3 separate regions of the Zea mays genome follow, and regions 2 and 3 are each linked to region 1. The links are chromatin contacts, called in public Hi-C maps. All regions are on one chromosome and are shown on one strand. The core of a region is the stretch at or near the end of the contact, and the rest is flanking DNA. Distances in the headings are between cores, read along the strand shown.

What was found. A called contact is a pair of places that touch in the nucleus more often than the background predicts.
Region 2: a Hi-C map of ear shows a contact between it and region 1, with 2.8 times the contacts expected there. The contact joins the promoter of LOC103640938 here to the promoter of LOC100277980 in region 1. A contact is called at or near these places in 2 of 25 Hi-C or Micro-C datasets (ear and an unstated tissue).
Region 3: a Hi-C map of ear shows a contact between it and region 1, with 5 times the contacts expected there. The contact joins the promoter of LOC100286168 here to the promoter of LOC100277980 in region 1. A contact is called at or near these places in 2 of 25 Hi-C or Micro-C datasets (ear and leaf).

What each region holds. Positions count from the first base shown.
Region 1 is chr10:22,141,772-22,145,310 of Zm-B73-REFERENCE-NAM-5.0, reverse strand. It overlaps LOC100277980, which reads left to right and starts at 2,006. Exons shown (of 1, transcript NM_001151408.2): 1 at 2,006-2,552. The coding sequence starts at 2,096. The coding sequence ends at 2,371.
Region 2 is chr10:22,371,200-22,374,738 of Zm-B73-REFERENCE-NAM-5.0, reverse strand. LOC103640938 (pre-mRNA-splicing factor CWC22 homolog) reads right to left here and starts at 1,566. Exons shown (of 8, transcript XM_020545568.2): 1 at 389-1,566. The coding sequence starts at 1,399.
Region 3 is chr10:22,003,546-22,007,084 of Zm-B73-REFERENCE-NAM-5.0, reverse strand. LOC100286168 (stromal 70 kDa heat shock-related protein) reads right to left here and starts at 1,555. Exons shown (of 8, transcript NM_001159056.1): 1 at 880-1,555; 2 at 1-61. The coding sequence starts at 1,428.

The DNA.
Region 1 (3,539 bases), core at 757-3,256:
TGTGAGTCATTTTTATAAAACAACGTCAAACATGAATCCATGTTTCTTACTTGAAAACCCCGAACAAACATCATTAGCAGGAGGCACTCGTGTTGGGGTCGCTCATCGACGACAAGAAGAAACTTGGCGACTGCCAGTTCGACATCTAGAAATAGCCCTACGTGGCCGCATGTGCCGCTATGTACGACAAGCTCTGGCGCCGCCACCGCTTGGACGCGGTGCAGAGCGGCTGCTCCGCGCTGTCCATCGTCAAGCTGGGGGACCTCATGGTCGTCGCCAACATCGGTGACTCTCGGGTTGTTCTGGGCACTGCATTCAACGACGACGTCATCACGTCGTCTAGCTCATCGTCCACCTAAAGCCCAACCTGCCACGTAAGTCGCTACTGACTGGCCATGAATTCTTGTGCGCTGAGACGATGGCCGTTGCTGACGTTGTATGAGTGTCCTTGAACACGATGTATGTAGAGGAGTAGCGCATCCGGTGGTGCAACGGTCAGGGGTACTACCTTGCTGATGAGCCCGGGGTGCACTTCGTTTTACAGCCCAGCCAAGAGTCATCAGTACTCGGTATGTCGCGTGCGTTCGATGACTACTATATCGAGGACTGTGGCGTCATCTTGGCGCCAGAGGTGACGCAGAGGAGGACCGACAACAATGACCAGTTCGTCATCCTCGCCACCGTTGGGGTAGCTTTTGTGCCGGCTTTCCTTTAATTCTCTTCGCAAACACACACTTGCCTTTTTATTTAAGCAAAAGCGTATGGTGGTATGTGTCTGATGACTAACGATGTACGATGTAATTTCTTCCAGTATGTGTGGAACGTGCTCTATAATGATGAGACCATGCAAATCGTGACATATATCGAAATCTGCATGATACTGATAGTTGCAATGTAGTGGTGAAACAGATAGATTATAAATAACAAAATTTATGTATGGTCAGAATCACAAATTGGTTATGAAACATTTTCTCATAACGGTATAACACACATTTTGTATATAAGTTATCGTAGAATACTCGTATTATATATTATCGTTGCAACGCACGGGCATTCAGCTAGTAAAATATATTTAGTGAAACAATTGTCAAGTATAGATTTCGTAAAAGAATGATAGCGTGTAATATGGATGACGGAAATCTGGAAAATCTGGAGGGTACAATATGATTCTAAATTGAACTAGAGGAATCAATAGATCTTCGTAAATTTATTTCACGGTTGTATACCGGTTTATGTTTGGTTAAAACCTAGGTTTCCGGCAGAGAATCTGGTTTAAGAAGAAGCTGAACCAAACACACTCTAAAACTAGAAAAATAAAACTCATCTAACTTGTTTCAAAACTAGAGAAATGGCAATTCAGTTATCATAATGTTAAGATTTATTTTCCAGTTTTTCTTTTTGACTCCGTTGGAATTCGACACCCGGGGTCGCAGTTTCAACACACGTCTCTCTGTACATGGAGACGTTGCTCCATTCCATACCATCTCGGTGGACCATGGGATGGGCCCCTCCTTCCGTGTACCCTACCATGTTCTGCCCTGATAATAATATCATCAACAGGATGCCCGTTGCCGGTATATGCAGCTGATGCCCATCAGCTCTGGCCCCCCCTCTCCCTCCTCGCCGGTTTTCAAATCCTCCAGCTTTATCATTTGCCACGCCACAGCCCACAGGCCCACCCACATCAAAACTGTCCTATGCGCGCGTCGCTTCCTCTACTCTACCCGTAGCAGGCCCTCCTCGATCGGGATCGGCCACCCCATCCATCCCACCATGCATGCCGGCTGTGGCTTCCGAATGCATTCGAATTAAAGATGTCTATGCATTGCACTGCCATATGGCTATAGTAGCGTAGTGTAGAGTTTCTTTTCATTTGGAACCAAACAAGAATCGCAGCATGGGCCACGGCACAGCACATGGCATGGCATACGAGACCGCGCCGGCCGGCGGACGCCAACCCCGGCCGCCTATAAATAGATAGACCTCGCCTCACCATATGGCCATGTCTCTCCACTCCACTCGATCATCCCAGGATCGTTCACCATCTCATAAGCTAATAAGCTAGTTCTTGAACCATCGTACTAGCAAACAAAAGATGGTTCAGCGGCCGGCTGCAGCCGGCGATCGGGCAGGCGAAGGGTGGAGCCGGGTGGCGGACCAGCCGGCCGCGGCGGGAGGCAGCAGCGGGGGGCGGTGGCGGGATCGTCGCCATCATCATCAGCAGCAGCAGGAGCTGGTGCTGCGTCGGCTGCTGCCGATCAACAAGGCCAAGGCGTGCCGGTTCAAGCGCAGCTGCTTCAGCGAGGAGGACGACGCCGCCTCCTCCGCCATGCTTCTGCTCGCCTGCGTCGTCTGCGCCCCCTCCCTTTGATGGTGATAAAAATACTTTTTATTTACTTTGGCCGCCTGCTTGTAACTAATCAACATGTGGATCACCATGTGATGCCATGCCTCATGCATGTCAGTCTGTCGCATCGGAAACGTTCGCTATGTAATGGGGTACTGGTCGTTGATTCGTCTCTCTGAATGAGTGTTTGGCAGCAATTTCTTTCTTCCGATCCGCTTCAGTGGTGCCAGAATTGTCAATAGGATCGCGAGACAGAGACGCGGGAAATTTCGCAAACAAAAAAAAAAGGGAGAGAGAATCGTGCGAGCATTTGTGATCCATGTGTGCCAGTCCGCTGGATTTCAGAGTAGCGCCGGGTCCTCAAGCTCAAGGCATCCAAGATGTCGATGCAGAGGATATTGAAGTCGTTGCGACCAACCATCAGCACTTAGAACGTGATAAAACGAATATGTTCACACTCTATTAAGAGCGTAAAGTCAGCGTCCATAGCTCTGCTCTTGCCCACGCGCCCCGCCCGCGTTGCACGTGCTCCCACGAATGTCGCCGCGCCCGCAGTACCCGCCACCGCGCCCGACGTGCCCACGTCTCTCTCCCACGGATGTCGCCCAACACCAGCCAGCCTCATCCGTCCAGTACAGCCAGTGCCACCTTCCATCTTTACCCTCGAGCAGCTAGCCCCTTCCATCTTTACCCACTCGTCGTTCTCCCTTCCATCCTCGACTCGATCAGTGAAATCAAGATCGGTTGAGACGACAGCCAATCAATGAAAACCAACCCCCCGCCCCGCGTCGGGATCTACCTTCCTTCCTCGCCAACGTGCCGGTCTCGCCTTCCACAGGAGATGCCCCCGATTTCGCGCCCCAAGCGCTTTGCGTTCCGATGCCCTTCCATCCTCTCCCCCACACCACGCTCCTTCCATATTCGCCAGTACACAGTGATTACTATTAGAGAGTGGAAAAGGGGCGCCATAGACGATGCTATCACCCATCGCGAGGACAACGGGAGGTGCGTATTCCGTTGTTTCTTTGTAGGTGCCATCTTCATTTTTTCCTACTGAGAACAACGACTAAGCATATGTGTGGATGTGTTGGTTCTGTTCCCAGGTCACGACATCGCCTGAGCATTCCAACTCTTCCATAAGTTCAGGAATAAGCATTCCAACTCTGAACTCGTTAGTTGTTGTCCAGTCAAT
Region 2 (3,539 bases), core at 317-2,816, 230 kb before region 1:
CCAGTTCATGAGTTCAAATACAAATGGAAAGCAATGTGAAGTGTTGTGCAAAGAATTTCATGAGCCAACTACAAACCTTTGTAATTGCAGAACAGCAGATCTATTGGTGTATGCACCAATAGTTCTCCTTCAGCTGCAGACTTAAGTAGCCATTTTTTCCAGACTAACATAAATAGGATAGCCCATTTTGTAAATGGTTTAAAAAATTGCAAAGATCTTGATAAGGATTAGATAAGCAACCATACAATAAGTGAAACTAATTATATGAAAACACCTTGGAATGCAACTAGACCCGGCGTTTGTAGATTCTAAATGAGTCATTCTTAAATAAAAAAGTAACAAAGTACTAAAACACTTCTTGAGCTGAGGAAAATGAAGACAAGCTCACCTTGTCATTTCGCTTATATGCCCTCTTGAGCTGGAGCACGACACGAACAAGAAGCAACTTCCCAATCTCAGGGAACTTGGTATTCACAACCGCAACTAGCGCAGCAAATACATCAGTAAACCCAGGCGAGGCCATCTGTGACTTGATGCAAGACTGACAGAAGAGCCCCCGCCCACGAACAAGGTTCTCTGCAAAGAGCTCTGGCACTATATTCTTGATATTGGTCGCATTCACCTTATTCACCAGCCCATTGATGCTCTTCTTGAGAGCATCCCAGGTGAGGCGCTGATACTCAGGGCTCGACTTGTCCTCCATATCACGCATCATCTGCGCCATGCGGAAAGGCGGGATGTAGATCCCACCCGTGCGCCCAGGGATCATCTCCGGAAGGAGCGGCGGTGGGGGAGGCAGTGGCGGGGTCAGCTCCTTCACAGGGCTTCTACGGCGCTCGTCTCCCTCGTCCTCCCTTCGCCTACGGTCGTCCCGCCGCCTCGAACCCTCGTCTCGGCGCCGGCGGCGATGGCGACGGCCGTCGGGCGAGGACCCTGACTCCGAGCTAGGGCTCCGGCGCCGGTGGCGCCGTCTGTCTTTCTCCCGGTCTCGCTTGCCACGGCGGTCGTCCGGCTCATCATCCGGATCCCTAGCCCGCCTGCGACGACGTCCTTCCTCCTTCTCATCGTCGGAAACCCTATCGCGCATCCTCCGGCGTTCGCCACCTTCCTCCCCGTCTGAAACCCTGTCGCGCCGGGGAGATCGGTTGTCGCCGTCTTCATCCCTTCCGGGCTTGGCGTGGCCGTTCTCCTTCTCCTCAGAGGGCTTGGCGTCTCGGCCGCGGCCGCGGCTGTCGGAATCGGGCGGCGAAGCCCTAGATCTGCGACGGCGGTCCGCGTCGACGCCGAGGGAAGGCGAGCGAGGTGGATACGGGGACGCGCGGCGCTTGCGGCGGCGCGGGGAGACGTCATCGTGGTGGCTGTGGCGGCGGCGGCGCGGCGGGGAGACGGAGTTAGCCATAGCCGGGACCGAGGGTTTTGTGGTTTGTGGTAATAATTCTAGGGAAGCGGGGTCGTGGCCGCGAGCCCGCGAGAGGGGAAAGGATGGAAATTGGATACGAAGAAAATAGAAATCGGTTCGATCGGTTCTGTGTAGCCGACAAGAGATCGATTCGATCGGTCCCGTGTAGCCTAGTAAGTAGTAAGGGTCAGATCTAAGCTTTCAGCTTTTTTGAAATTTTATAATTTAGCTTTGGAACCATTTAAAAATAAAAAGCTTCAAGAAGTTAAAAATCGAAAGCTCAAACCATTTAAAAATAAAAAGCTTCAAGAAGTTAAAAATCGAAAGCTCACTAGAGTAAGTTCTGAACCCTATTTGGTACAACTTATTTTCAGTTTTTAATAGATTTACGAGGTATTTAAATGCACTACAACTAATAGTTAGTTAGTTAAAATATTGCTAGTTAAATTAGCTAGCTAGTTAACTATTAGATAATTTGCTAAAATAGCTAATAGCTAAAGTAATACCTAGATTGTTTCATTGTCTTCAGTTAATTTTAGCAGCTAACTATTAGATCTAGTGCATTCAAACACCCCATAAGCAGAAGTTTTGCTAAACAGGTAGCTTACACAACAGTTTATCAGTTTAGCTGCTTCTCGAAATAAACTTGTCGGTGTTTGGACCACGGGTCCTTAACCAACTAGTAAATGTGTCGCGTAGCCGACTCTAGATGGTGAGCGAGAAGACACAAGCAGTTATCCTGGTTCGGGCAATACAATGCCCTATTCCAGCAGAGGAGGATGAGGCTTATATTACTCGCACTGTGGTGCTTGTAGTAGGGGGTTTACAAGCACGGCGGGAGAGAGGAAGTCCCGAGTCCATAGAGATGATTGAGTCAAATACTAATATCTAAGACAAAGTGGGGGAGTGAGCGTTCGTCTGCGTGTCCCGTGGATGGATCGTCCTCTTGGGGGATCACTGCCCTATTTATACACGAAGGGGAGCGTCTACAGTGAAGCTGGTGTTGTATCCGAAGGAGAGACGTCTTGGCGCCCTGTAAGCCGACGTGATGACGCACTGTGCTGCTGACTCGCGCCTGCTGATTTCCCGTAGAGAGCCGAGGCAGAGACCGAGGGGTTGTCCGTACGCCCGAGCCCCCGAGGGAGAGGTTGCCCATGCCGTAGTTGTTGTAACAGCGCCGGGGTATGGGCCAAAGGCTGCTTACGGGGTGTGTCAGCGTCCTGACACGGGATGACGTCGAGATTCCCTGTTGCGCTTATCGAGATCAGAGCCCCTGGTTAGTTGAGGCGGAAGTCTTCCCGAGGCGTTAGTCGAGCCGTCCCTTGACGTGCACCACAGTCGGGCGGAGTGGCCGTCTGCAGGATTCACGGCGTAGTAGGTGGCCAAGGCCGAGCTCGGGCGAGGTGGAGAATTTGCCCGAGGACCAAACTTGATGTTGGTCGAGGCGGAGAAATCACCCGAAGGCTAGAGCCGAGGTCGGACGAGGCAGAGAGATCGCGCCCGCGGGCTGAATCCTGCTTCGGGTGAGGCAGAGAGATTGCGCCCGAAGGCCAGTCTACTCGACTTGTCGTATTAGGCGTCCCATCGGAGGGTGGCAGGCGGCGTGCGCACACTGTAGTGTAAACGTAATCATGTTGTGGCGCCAGACATGATCGTCGTCTTATCTATCACTGTGCTCTGTTGTCGTAGCATGGGTTGGCACACGCATTAAATGTGCATGTCCCCTTCCTATTTTCGGGTGCCCCTGTCCTATTTGTCTGAGGCTGGCTCGGGCGAGACGGTCGGTGCGGCGGCAACCTCAAGCGAGGCGGAGTCCTGCCCGAAGTGGGAGACTCTTGGGGAGATGTTTCGGTCTTTGTGGATAGCTCGGGTGTCACCCCTCGGGGGTTTTCGTCCTTGTTTCTCTGAGTGCGTTTGTTAGGGGATAATTCGGGTATCCCTAATTATTACCCTTGACAGTAGCCCCCGAGCCTTCCAAGGAAGTAGTTTGGTACTTGTTTGGAGGCTCTACTGCTCGCCTGCGAGCGCGCTGCTTTTTGAGAGGTAGGACGTGTTTGTTTTCCGATTGGTGCGCGTGAAAGGGGAATGGGCTTAAAAAAATTCCTATAATCGATTTTGGTGTTTGACGTCCATCACAAAC
Region 3 (3,539 bases), core at 306-2,805, 140 kb after region 1:
CTGCTTTTGTGATTTTCTCATTAAGAAACTTAGATGCATCATCCACCAACTTCCTCAAAACCTGTTCGGATAATAAAACAGGATAAGTTAAATGTACAACTTACTATGGAAGTAAAATGGTAAGTATATCACATCTATTGGTCTGGTAGCTAGTAGCAACTCAAAAGTAGTTTTATACAGATGATAACATACATATTTTATATATACTCAAAAACTCAGTCCCCGAGGACATAAGTGCATGCAGAACACAAATGACCAACTGCTTAACTGAAGAAAAAGAAATTCAAGCAAACCCCAATGTTGATAGAAATCATATCAGAATGCTACTTGTTTTCAGGCTGAAATCAAAATGCATAAACCCAGCTTGGTCCGCCCAGAATTTTACATGTGCAGCATTCTGGAAAAAAACCCAGCATTCGAAACTGGCACTGACTCTCCAAAGAATCAGAACCCCGTAGCATTACCAAAGATTCTAACACAGGCTGGTTGCCTAGTAACATAAAAGCAGCTTCCTTTACATCCGTTCATCTTTATGTGGCAAAATATACCTTTTTACCTCAAACGCAATGTACCAGTTGCATTACAAACAACATTCAATCCAGTATACCTTAACAAGTGATTTGCCAGGACCAGGAGCTATTCTCTAGTAGAACTCATAGGTTTTCAATATAGACAATAGAATGGCAACAAGAGTGGCATTTACCCATATCCTCAAAACTCGGATTTCTATACAGGTTGTCCCATGAAAAAACGTAGAGTAAAATGCATATCCACCGGATATTTGTTTATTTTTGCCATCCTTACGGATGGCACCACCAGTCACCGACCACTGGAGCCAGCTGAGGGCATTTGGTCTGCCATTCTAACATAACAAGTTACCTGCGCGGAGATCTCCTCGGCAGCGAACTGTTTGCCGATAGCGGGGCAGTCGAGCTTGACGTTGCCGTTCTCGTCCTTGACAACGCCGTACGAGACCTGCTTGGCCTCGTCGTCGACCTCAGCCATCTTGCGGCCGATGAAGCGCTTGACAGAGAAGAAGGTGTTCTCGGGGTTCACGACCGCCTGGCGCTTAGCAATCTGCCCCACCAGGCGCTCCCCGGTCTTGGTGTACGCCACCACGGAAGGCGTGGTGCGCGCGCCCTCGGCGTTGGTGACGACGGTCGGCTTGCCGCCCTCCATGGCGGCGACCGCGGAGTTGGTGGTGCCCAGGTCGATCCCCACCACCTTCTCGCACGTGACCCGCAGCGCGGAGCCCCCGCGGGCCCCGCGAGATGGCGCGCGCATCTGCACCGCTGCCAGCCGCCGGCCAACGAAGAGGGAGCTCGACGGGGTGGCTCCCCCGGGGCCGCTCCGCCACCGGTAGCCGAGGAAGGGCGAGGCTCCGCCCGCTGCCGTCGCGCCGACCTGGGAACAGGTGAAGGAGACCATGGCTCGCGCGCGTGCGGGGGAGCTCAGTCTCTAACCCTATCCAAGGAGGGAGAGAACGGGAGGTGGGGAGGGGACCGAGGGGGAGCGGCGGAGGCGGAGACGATGATGGCGAGGGAGAGGATAGGACGGGGAGGATGGTGAGAACTGCGAAGGGAGGAAAGTTTATAGTCGCCAGACGCTGACGCGTGGGGCTCGCAGCTAAGTGGTTGGCGTGCGGGTCGCGGTCGCGGCCGCGACCCGGCGGCGCCGGCGGCAGTGGAGACCGCGTGAGGTTTGCACTTCGCAGTTGCGGCTTACGGGGGTTGGCTTGACTTGTGAGCGAGCAGCGCGACATAATGACCGCTTCATGTGCTTCTTGGGCCGGCGTCGCCGGTTTTTGGACGAACACTGTGGCTGTGCACGGGAGCGAGGGATCAAATGAGTGTCCTGCGAAGCATTATGCGATTGTGATGCTACTTTTAATGTTTTTTTGCATGAGGTTAAGAATAAATACTATAAATATAATTCATTATTTACTTTATTGCTACATTAAATTTTAAGTTTTATTCTATTCTATTTTAAGATATATAAAAGGAGAAAAATTCTATCCAATGTGAAGGGTTCAAAAATAATAGAAAATTATTTACATCTCTTATTGTAGAATAATTAGAACTTGAAAATTGGTATATTAGTATAGTACATAATGAAATACATCTCTGATTTTTTGAAAAAAAAAATTGTGTACTATGATGTTGTTTTGTCTAACTCTAACAAAAAAATATTTCGTTCATGGCTAAGCTTGCAAACACTCCTTATCACGGGTAAATGTCTCACGTCGGAGATAAAAAAGTGCTAACTAAAGACTAAATGTGGTGATCATCTTATAGGAGATCAATAAGAGTTAGGATGTTTAAAAAGATGTTAAGAGGTGTCATTTGCATTGTGTTGACTAAATACTAAAGGTGGTGATCATCTTATAGGAGACCAATTAGAGTTATGATGTTTTAAAAAATAGATTCAGGAGGTGTCATTTGCATTATTTTATAAAGCGTCAAAGATATGGGACACTACCTAACCCTAGTTGTTCTAGACACAAAACTATATAATTATATTGAGTGTATGCATCAGAGGTTCAAGATAGTACATGAGAGTTGGTACCATGTTTCAAAAGTGTGCACCATGACTATCATGCGGCGCAACGAAGAGTGGGTGCAAAGAGGGTGTTTTTACACAAAATCGCTTTGAGCTCGTTAGATTGCTCTAGTGCTCCATCAGGTAAGTCACCGAAGTGAGAGCACCTAGAGGGGGGTGAATAGGTGATCCTGTAAAACTTGAACTTAATGCCACAAAAACTTGGTTAAGCGTTAGCACAGTAATGCCAAGTGGCTAGAGAGGAGTCTCAACAAAACACAATAACCACAAGAGATCAATCACAGAGATGGCACAGTGGTTTATCCCGTGGTTCGGCCAAGACCAACGCTTGCCTACTCCACGTTGTGGCGTCCCAACGGACGAGGGTTGCACTCAACCCCTCTCAAGCGGTCCAAAGACCCACTTGAATACCACGGTGTTTTGCTTTGCTTTTCTATATCCCGTTTGCGAGGAATCTCCACAACTTGGAGCCTCTCGCCCTTACACTTTAATGATCACAAAGAAGCACGGAGTAAGGGAGGGATGAGCAACACACTCAAGACAAGAAATCACAGCAACACCACGCACACAAGTCGCAACAAGAGCTCACAACACAACTCAATGAGTTCACAACTCAACCCGAGCTCTAATTGCTATTGCAAGGAATCAAAAGCGCGGAATCGATGTCTTAGTGCTTAGGAATGCTTAGAAAATGCTTGGTGTACTCCTCCATGCGCCTAGGGGTCCCTTTTATAGCCCCAAGGCAGCTCGGAGCCGTTGAGTGCATTCCAGGAAGGCATTTCTTGCCTTCTGTCGACAAGCGCACCGGACAGTCCGGTGCGGATTTCTTTCCTTTTTTGGCGAAGCCGACCGTTGGCGCCTTCGAGTCGTTGGCGCACCGGACACTGTCCGGTGCACACCGGACAGTCCGGTGCCCCCTACTAGCTGTTGGCTCGGCCACGTGTCCCGCGCGGATCGCGCGGTCGACCGTTGGCCCGGCC